Regions from separate parts of the Ovis aries genome. Here region 1 is linked to region 2. A link is a contact called in public Hi-C data. All regions are on one chromosome and are shown on one strand. The core of a region is the stretch at or near the end of the contact, and the rest is flanking DNA. Distances in the headings are between cores, read along the strand shown.

Region 1 (4,197 bases), core at 1,040-3,539, 1.4 Mb after region 2:
AACTCTTTCGAACTCAGGAGCAAGGGGACAATTTAAAAAACAGTCTGCCTTCTGGCAAAATGAATCTGCACTTAATGATAACGTGTGTCTTCTGGGGTAAAATGTTCATTTCCACAAGGGTGACGGGATTAGGCCTATGTATATTTTTCAAAAAACCTTCAAAAGACAGGCTTTTCTGCAGAAGCTGCAGTAATCCATCTGTCAATAAGTATTAAAATATTCAGATTTCAAAGGGACAGACACACTTTAGGCATTTTTCCTAAGCTCCAGCCCTTGTGGAAAACAATCGACCCCTTCGATCTCTCCTGGTTCTAAAAACTCCAACACGGCCTTTTCAAAAGGGGGGCTGCACTGACATTTTCAGCAACAGATCTGAACTTCTTAGAGACTTCTGGGAAAGAGATCCCCAAATATCCCAGGAAATAGCCAGTAATCTCTCTGCTCACTTCTCCACTATAAACCCAAATTTGGAGAGGTAGATTATTTGGGGAGATATCTTTATTGGAAATTAACATGTGCAGAAATTTTGTGGAACCTTTAAGAACTCCTCTGTAATTTAATGAGTCCGCCTGAAGGACTTTCATAGCCAAGGCTCAGAACAGCCTGACCTTTGAAAGCTGCTTCTGGTCCAAACATTTTGGGTTAATACTTGAGGAATCTGAAATATTATTTTCCCCTCACACCCTCTTTTAAGAGAGAGACATAAAAGAAACAAGAGTCTCCCTCATTCAGGGATGAGTAGGAGGGGAAAAAAACCCCAACCAACATTTAAATAGGGAAACTGGCAGTTCTGAATAAACAAACCAAGGCCCACAGTGAAATGATTCTGCACTGCATTTGCCTTTAAAAAGAAAGGAAGGAAGAAAGAAAGATTTCCCCCCTTTTCCTCCTCCTCCTAACTCAGCTCTAAAACTAAGAGGACTGTGCTGCGTGAACCGCGTTGTAGTTGTAGCACAGTCTGTTCTAAATCCACGCAGTATCTGTGATACTGGCACCGCAGGCCTTTAGAATTCCCTCCGGCTGGTCTCTTTAAACACAGACAGGAGAGATTTTTAACAACGACCTTGAAACGAGCTGGGAGAGAGCGGGGGGAACCAAGACCTAAAGAAAAAGCAGAACACAAACATGTATTTGGCTCACAGAATTTTGTAGAACACACGCGTACGCGTACACATACACATACACACACGTTTCTTGCAGCAAGAATTTTCCTAAGAGTCAACAATAACAGAGTAAACCCACCACTTGCTGTCCTGGAAAGAAACAAACCAAAACAAATCCTTTGAACATGTCTTTCTAGCGCAGGAGAGCGTCCTCTCAGTAAAAGTCCAAGGGAAAAAGGAAAATTGAACACCCTTCCCCGCCCCCCTGAAAAAAGTGGGGGTCGGAATTGTTACATATGACAAAAAACTCAAGCTTCTTTCAACACTATCAGTATTAAAATAACACGTCTTCCTTAAATCGTTTGAGACATTTCATAGGGGTAAAACAAAACAAAATCCAACCGATGCGGGATCCTACGATTTACGTAACATCACAAAGTTGCAAAAGGCAAAAATCAGAAGCAAAAATCCGCAAACCATCATAATACAACCACCCCAAATCCCAAACCACCACACCAAGGAAAAAAAAAAAAATCCCAAACTGTCCCAAATAAAAATAAAGCAAATGAACCCACCGAAAACTGCTTGGCAAATATTTTTCTCGTGGTGCCTAATATTCTAGCTGGAAAGAGCTGTGGTGTTTTTTTTTTTTTTTTTTCCCTTACTCGCCCCGAAACCTACTATATATAACAGACTTTTCCCAAAGGTTCGAACCTCTCGCTTCCTTTTGTGTTTTGAGCTCGGAGGAGCTGAGTTTATGGGGAAGAGAGGAGAAATGAGCCCCAGACCCCGGGGAAGCAAAGCGCACTCCCCCTCTTATGTCACCGAATAGCAAATTAGTTCTCAGAATTCCAGAGGCCGAGCTTTGCTACAGCGAAGACGCCGACGTCACAGAGGGGCGCCCACGTGACGGTGGCGGAGCAGGCTGTACCACCGACCGGGGGCCGGGGAGGGAGAGCCACCGTCCGGCCCCTCGACCCTCGCGCCGAAATCTCCAAACCCGAGACGTTCAGCCCGTGAGGACCCCAAAATCTGCGGGACAGCGGGAAAATATTTTGGCTTGGAGGGCTTTTTATGGCCCGGAGGAGGCATAAGTCGTGGAGAGCTGACACCGAGTCCTCCCCTGCTACGTAGCAGTGGTAAAGTCCCCAGCTCAAATTCCGAGAATTGAGCTCTGTTGATTCTTAGAACTGGGGTTCTTAGAAGTGGTGATGCAAGAAGTTTCTAGGAAAGGCCGGACACCAGGTGATTATTGCTGTTGCTGCCGCCGCTGCTGCTGCCGCCGCCGCTGTTGCCGCTGGTGCCGCTGCCGCCGCCGCTGCTCATGATCATTATTTTACCTTTTAATTCTTTTTTTCTGCTCTTGCCAAATGCTTTGGCTCCAAGTTTCCTATGTGTATCTATTGATGTAAATGTATATATTTATTTATTGTAGCTGTCAGGTGTTAAAATAAATGCCGAAGATTAGTCCCACGTCTCTCCCACTCTAGGATGTAGATTTTTATATTTTTATTATTTTATTCTTGTTGTCTTTGAGTGAATTGGCCGGTTTGGGGAGGCTTTTGCCACCCTCCCTTGTGTTGTTTTGGTTTTTGAAGAGGAGGTGGAGGAGAGGAAGGAGGGGAATTAGGGGGCGGCCGGAGCAGAAAGGACGAGACAGTGCTTGGGGGGTGATTCGGGCAAGTCTGGGGGCTGTCTGGCCCCAGACGGCGGAGAGGACGCGCGCTCGCGCTCTCGCTCTTTCTGCTGCTGCTTGCGTACGGCTTGTGATCTCGCTGGATTCGTGCGGCTGTGTTTTTTTTTCCCTCTTTTCTCGCTTGCAAACTGCCTTCCTTGCTCCCTCGCTCCAGCCTCGCCTTCCTTCCTTCCCTCTCCTTTCCCTCGCCTCTCCTTCCTTCCCCTCTCCCGTCCTTCTTGGTCACTCCGGGAGGCGAGGAGGGAGACTGCCCTTTCGCTCGCCCCGCTGGCTCCCTTCCACCGGCCTCGGTCCTCTCGATTCCCCACCTCCGAGCCGAGATTTTGGAGGAGAAATGCAAGCGAACTCCTAGTGGATATTTATTTTTTTTCCCCTTCATAAACCCAGATGAAGTGTTCCTTTCTGAGCCGCGATCTTCCTAACGAGATCCGAGCGTTTTGGTGTCCCCTTCCCCTGCGTTTTGGGGGAGGTTTAGCTTGCCTGGGGGCGGGGATGTTGAATAGTTTGGAAATCATTCTTTCTTGGTTGCAGTCTAGGGAGTCGGGAACCCCCGCGCGCTCCCTCTCCCGGTCCTGGGGAGAGAGGCTTGTGGCGGGATGGGGATTTGGGGGTGGGGGTGGGAAAGGGGTGCGCGTTTGCACCTGCGGTGCTGTTCAGAGTGCGGGGACTCCGGGAACCTTCGCAGAACGGCCCAGCCAAGCGGGAAGGTGGCGGGATTTCTGGCGGTCGTGGTGTTTGTATTTTGGGCGCTGCGTGACTCGGTGTTAGCTCCCAATGGCTGTTTCCCTGCTTTCCTAAATTTTTATTTTTCCCGTGGTGCAAGCTTTGTGAAAACAAACAAAACAAAAACTGCGGGTCGGAGAGTAGCGGCGTCAGGCTTCAGATTCCCGAGGTCTTTGCACAGGGCGAGGGAAAAAACAAACAGCCCCAGCCCGCGTTCCTACGTGCAAGACCCGGGAGGAGAGAAGGGCACTTTGTGGCCCTGGCTGGGGGACCTGGCGCCGGAGGAGGGGGCGCGGGCGCGAACGGGAGATCTTTGTGAGTGATTTTGCAGAAATGGATTGCGAGGTTGGTTGGATTTGCAACCTGTAGCTCTCCTCGAGGGAGTAGGAATGGGGGAAGGCGGCGGCGGCGGCGGCCGGGGGCGGGAGCCGGTAGGGAGTGGAAGCCTCGGAAATCGGCTGCGCTGGGGAGCCGCGGGAGCGAGGGGGCCACTCCGCTGCCGGATGTAGTGACCGTGGTAAATGTCTTGAGAACTGTAGATTGCGTTGCCGTTATGATGCCGTGTTATTGGAACTCTGGCCAAATATGGAACTCGTGTTGCAATAATTGAGTTTTAAAAGCTATCCCATGGAAAACAAGTACACAATCCTACAAATTAAAAAAAAAAAAAGCTTG
Region 2 (4,384 bases), core at 539-3,038:
CAGAATGTTTTTAGGGCAGTAAAACTCTAATGCAACCTCTGTGCTTTGGTTGATTATGATATGTCAGTAGAGGTTCATGGGTAATCGGTGGTAACAAACATACTCCTCTTGGAACAGCTGATAGTAAATGGGGGAGCCACGTGGAATGGCAAGGAATACATAGGAAGTCTCTCTATCTTCCTCTTAATTAAGCTGTGAACCTAAAAGTGCTCTAAAAAACAGTATCTTTAAAAATATCAAGAATAAGTAGCATAATTTTGTCATTAATTTAAAATATAGGAAAATATCTAGGACCTAATATATGAGAAGGACAGGATGTGGTTAGCTCTAGGATCAGAACAGGAAAGGTCACGTTAGTGAAGGGACTGTCCACAGCGGTAGGTATTAAACTATGTTTTGCTGGGCTTCAGTATTGCCCCAAAGCATCTACATGCACCAAGGAAGGGAGATGGAGGGTGGGAGACAATTCTTCAGGCTCTAAACTGTCCCTTCTACTTCACCCTGAATATCTATGGCTTCAGCTAGTTTACATATGGGTTCCATGCTGCTGCTGCTGCTAAGTCGCTTCAGTCGTGTCCGACTCTGTGAGACCCCATAGATGGCAGCCCACCAGGCTCCCCTGTCCCTGGGATTCCCCACGCAAGAACACTGAAGTGGGTTGCCATTTCCTTCTCCAGTGCATGAAAGTGAAAAGTGAAAGTGAAGTCACTCAGTCGTGTCCGACTCTTAGCGACCCAATGGACTGCAGCCCACCAGGCTCCTCTGTCCATGGGATTTTCCAGGCAAGAGTACTGGAGTGGGGTGCCATTGCCTTCTCCGATAGGTTCCATAGGAGACTTCAAATAACTAAAGGGTCTAGAAGCTTGAGAGCATACGTATAGACACTTGTCCAGATTACTTTACCACTGAAACCTGATCCCAGATTTTCCTGCTAACTCATCTTATATGGACTCATTGCCTTACTCAGACATTCAAAGTCTTTCATGGCCTGGCCTCAACCTTTTTCCAGCTTTTGTCTATAACTTCTTTCCCACATTCCTTACTTATCAATCAGATTACCTAACAGTTTACACTCCTAAAATGGTGCTTTTTAAGATACAATTATTTGCTAACATGTCAGGTTTTTCCATTAGACTGGGAGCTCTTCAAGTCGTTTTCAGTCACTCAGTCGTGTCTGACTTTCTGTGACCCCATGGATTGCAGCATGTCAGGGAAGGGCAGGCGTCCCTGTCCTTCACTATCTCCCAGAGTTTGCTTAGACTCATATCCGTTGAGTCAATGATGCCATCTGACCATCTCGTCCTGTCACCCTCTTCTCCTCTTGCCTTCACTCTTTCCCAGCATCACGGTCTTTTCCAATGAGTAGGCTCTTCACATCAGGTGGCCAAAGTATTGGAGATTCAGCTTCAGCATGAGTCCTTCTAATGAATATTTAGGACCGATTTCCTTTAGGATTGACTAGTTTGATCTCCTTGCTGTCCAAGGGACACTCAAGAGTGTTCTCAAGCATCACAGTTCAAAAGCAACAATTCTTTGATGCTCAGTCTTCTTTATGGTCCTTCTTAATGCTCTTCAAGGGCAGGAACCATATTTTGTTCATTATAAGAAGGAAAGTGGGCCCCTTCTCCAAAGTGTTGGTTGAGCAAACGTTCTCACTTGAACTGCAGTGACCAGCAGTTGCCACCAGATGGCAGTGTGCGGACACTTTTCCCTTACCAACCAGAAGGGAGGGGGAAGGTTAGGGCAAATTGCCTTTCATCTCTGTCCTTGCAGACTGACAAACAAATCTCCGCAGACATCAGAGCTTGTGACTGGGCAGGAGACGTCACATGGTGAATCAGAACCTCAGGCGGCTGCTGTATTCCCTCGATACCGCCTCTCTCTGAAAACTTTCCTTCTGGAGGCTGAGAAAGGATTATTCTAGTCTGTGTTCTAGGACAGAGGAACTTGGAGTTGAGTTTGATTGTCACAGGCACACGATGACCATCTTTTCAACACTTAGGAGAAATGGCCACCAACACCCACTGATTGCTGCCATCTGTTGAGGTTTCTTAACCTCCTGCCCAGCCCCACCTACTACGCCCAGGCAACAAGCAGAAGTCAGCCAAACATGCCGGCTAACTTCTGAAGACAGCGGCTTCCCCAAGTTCCTGCCTCCTTCCGCACTGGAGAATCCTGGATGATCAGCTCAGGAGACCTTCAGGTGCTCTGAGCCTGCAGCCCCTCACCGCTTCACTACCTGGGGACCCTGTGCTCTGCTCTGGAATGTCTCAGAAGAAAATGGCTCCCAAATAGAAGACAGCCCCAGGCCAAGTGAAGAAACAAGGAGAAATATCTCCAAAAGACCTTCCAGACTCGAAGTGCCCTGGTACAAAAAGGGCCTTACCTTTTCACTTCCTTCTGTTTCTGTAGGCCTCTAATCTCACCACAGTCCAGGAAGGCAGGAGCCTTCCCTTCTTGCTCCTTTGAAAGCTTCTATGTTGTGTCTCCCATCATCCAAAATGCTCTAGCCCCTCTAAACTTGTCCTGTTCCTACAGACTTCTCCTTTTCTTCACTGCTAGAGTAGAGAGTATAATTGGATATAAGTCAAGAAGATTCTGAAGAGTTCAATTTCTTTTAGTCAAACAAGCTCCCAGTTCTAAGGGGATCTCCCTGAGATGGGTCTCACTGCTAACTCTGCTCCACCTTGAGCAACACACCTCGTTCAGTGGATAGAGGGGTAGTTAAGACCCAAGCTCTGGAGTCAGCAGATGTGGGTCAAATTCTGCCTCTGCCACATCCTAACTACTTGACCTTGGGTGAGTTGTTCAACCTCTCCAAATCTTAGCTTCCTCATCTATAGAATGGACGAAGCATCTACATATCTCAGAGGGATGTTGTACTCATTAAATAAGGCTTGTAAAGTATTTAGCACAGTACCAATTCAAGGGGCATTAAGTAAATGCTCGGACTCACTATTAGCATTAACAGAAATACCCTGCAGAAGACACAGCTCACTAGAAGTAACTCTTGGTGTGATATGCTAGAGAAGGAAATGGCAACCTACTCTAGTATTCTTGCCTGGAAAATTCCATGGACAGACGAGCCTGGTAGGCTACAGTCTATAGGGTCACAAAGAGTCAGACACGACTGAGCCACTTCACTTCACTTTACTTCACATTCAGCAAAGCTGCAGAAACATCTAAAGACTCCAAAAGCTTTTCATAAATCCTACTGGGACCTATCCCTTCAATGAGATCCGTTTTGCTTTTATTTGTTTAGTTTTTTATTCAGTAGGATCTAACTGAGCTTATAAGCTGTGGCAAGCTCAAGGGAGGCTGGGAAGGTACATATAAGACAGCCTCTGTCCTCAAAGAACTCAGAGCACATTGAGGAACCCACCCACAAGCAATTATAATGTAGTGGGATCTGTGCTTGAACCTGGGTAAACACACCATCCTGCAGATGCAGAAGGAGGGAGCCTGAGATCCAGCACATCTTGCAAGGCATTGTCAGCCCTTCATGCTCTAACTCTAGCCTTCCCGGCAGTGTCTAATCCAAGAAATAATTGTCTTCCTGACAGTACACTGTGGTATCTCAGCTCTCTAACCATGGCACTGACTGTGCTCTCTTAATGCAATGTCCACCTGCCTGGAAAACTGCTACCAGCTCTCTAAGTCTCTGCCTAAAGATAGCAACCTGTGAGAAGTCTTCCTCAGTCACCCTAGAGAGACTTGAGGGCTTCTCCACAGCAACTGTGAGCTCACGGAAAGTTGGGGCAGCATACTTCTACCTTGGTATCCAGCACTTGACTCAGTGGCCAGTGCCAAACTGGCATTCAGCAGTGACGGTGCACAAAGAAACCTGCCTCTGTGCACCACGCTCCCCAGCCCCTTGCGACCAGCACTGCCCTCCTTTCAGCCAGTACAGGGAACAAACCAACCCACTGAAGCAAGGGTCTGCTGTCACCCAGATCCGTTATAGGAGCTCTATACTGTTACAGAAAAGTTTCTATTGTCATCCAAAGTTTCTTTCCTTTTAATGCCCACCAGTTTGGGCGTGGTTTTACTCTGTAGAACAAAGCAGAATAAATAGGTACATATTCTCTTCAACATAGCAACCCTTCAAATATATGAAGACATCAGATAAATATGTCAATATAAAACCCTCATTTGTGTTTATTCCTTTTCAAACACACGCAGCTAATTAAGTAATCATTAACACACATTTTTTAAGTGCCTAACATATGCTGAGTACTTCATAGAAGCTTTGAGCATCATAAATTTAGTCTTGATATTTTCAACACCATCAGCATATACATACCTATGTTTTGATTTATTGCATCGTGTTGGTTTCATTTCTGTGTTCTAGGTATCCTAGATCATTTTAGATACTAATGCCTCA

The links. Hi-C and Micro-C count contacts between places; a contact is called where the count stands out from the background.
Region 1: a Hi-C map of tail adipose tissue shows a contact between it and region 2, with 8 times the contacts expected there. The contact joins the promoter of BCL6 here to the enhancer-like site in region 2. A contact is called at or near these places in 12 of 16 Hi-C or Micro-C datasets (blood, hypothalamus, liver and 6 more).

The regions. Positions count from the first base shown.
Region 1 is chr1:200,382,672-200,386,868 of ARS-UI_Ramb_v3.0, forward strand. It overlaps BCL6 (BCL6 transcription repressor), which reads left to right and starts at 2,290. Exons shown (of 10, transcript XM_042233309.1): 1 at 2,290-4,197. LOC105602706 (a long non-coding RNA gene) reads right to left here and starts at 1,941. Exons shown (of 3, transcript XR_001021447.5): 1 at 1,679-1,941.
Region 2 is chr1:199,000,908-199,005,291 of ARS-UI_Ramb_v3.0, forward strand. No RefSeq gene overlaps it. Among named protein-coding and RNA genes, the nearest start is that of TPRG1, 28 kb to the left of the region's middle. Within about 2 kb of position 1,789, at least 18 of the 54 cell types and tissues checked have an H3K27ac peak or open chromatin away from gene starts, as enhancers often do. A contact at or near this core is called in muscle and tail adipose tissue, where this site is marked.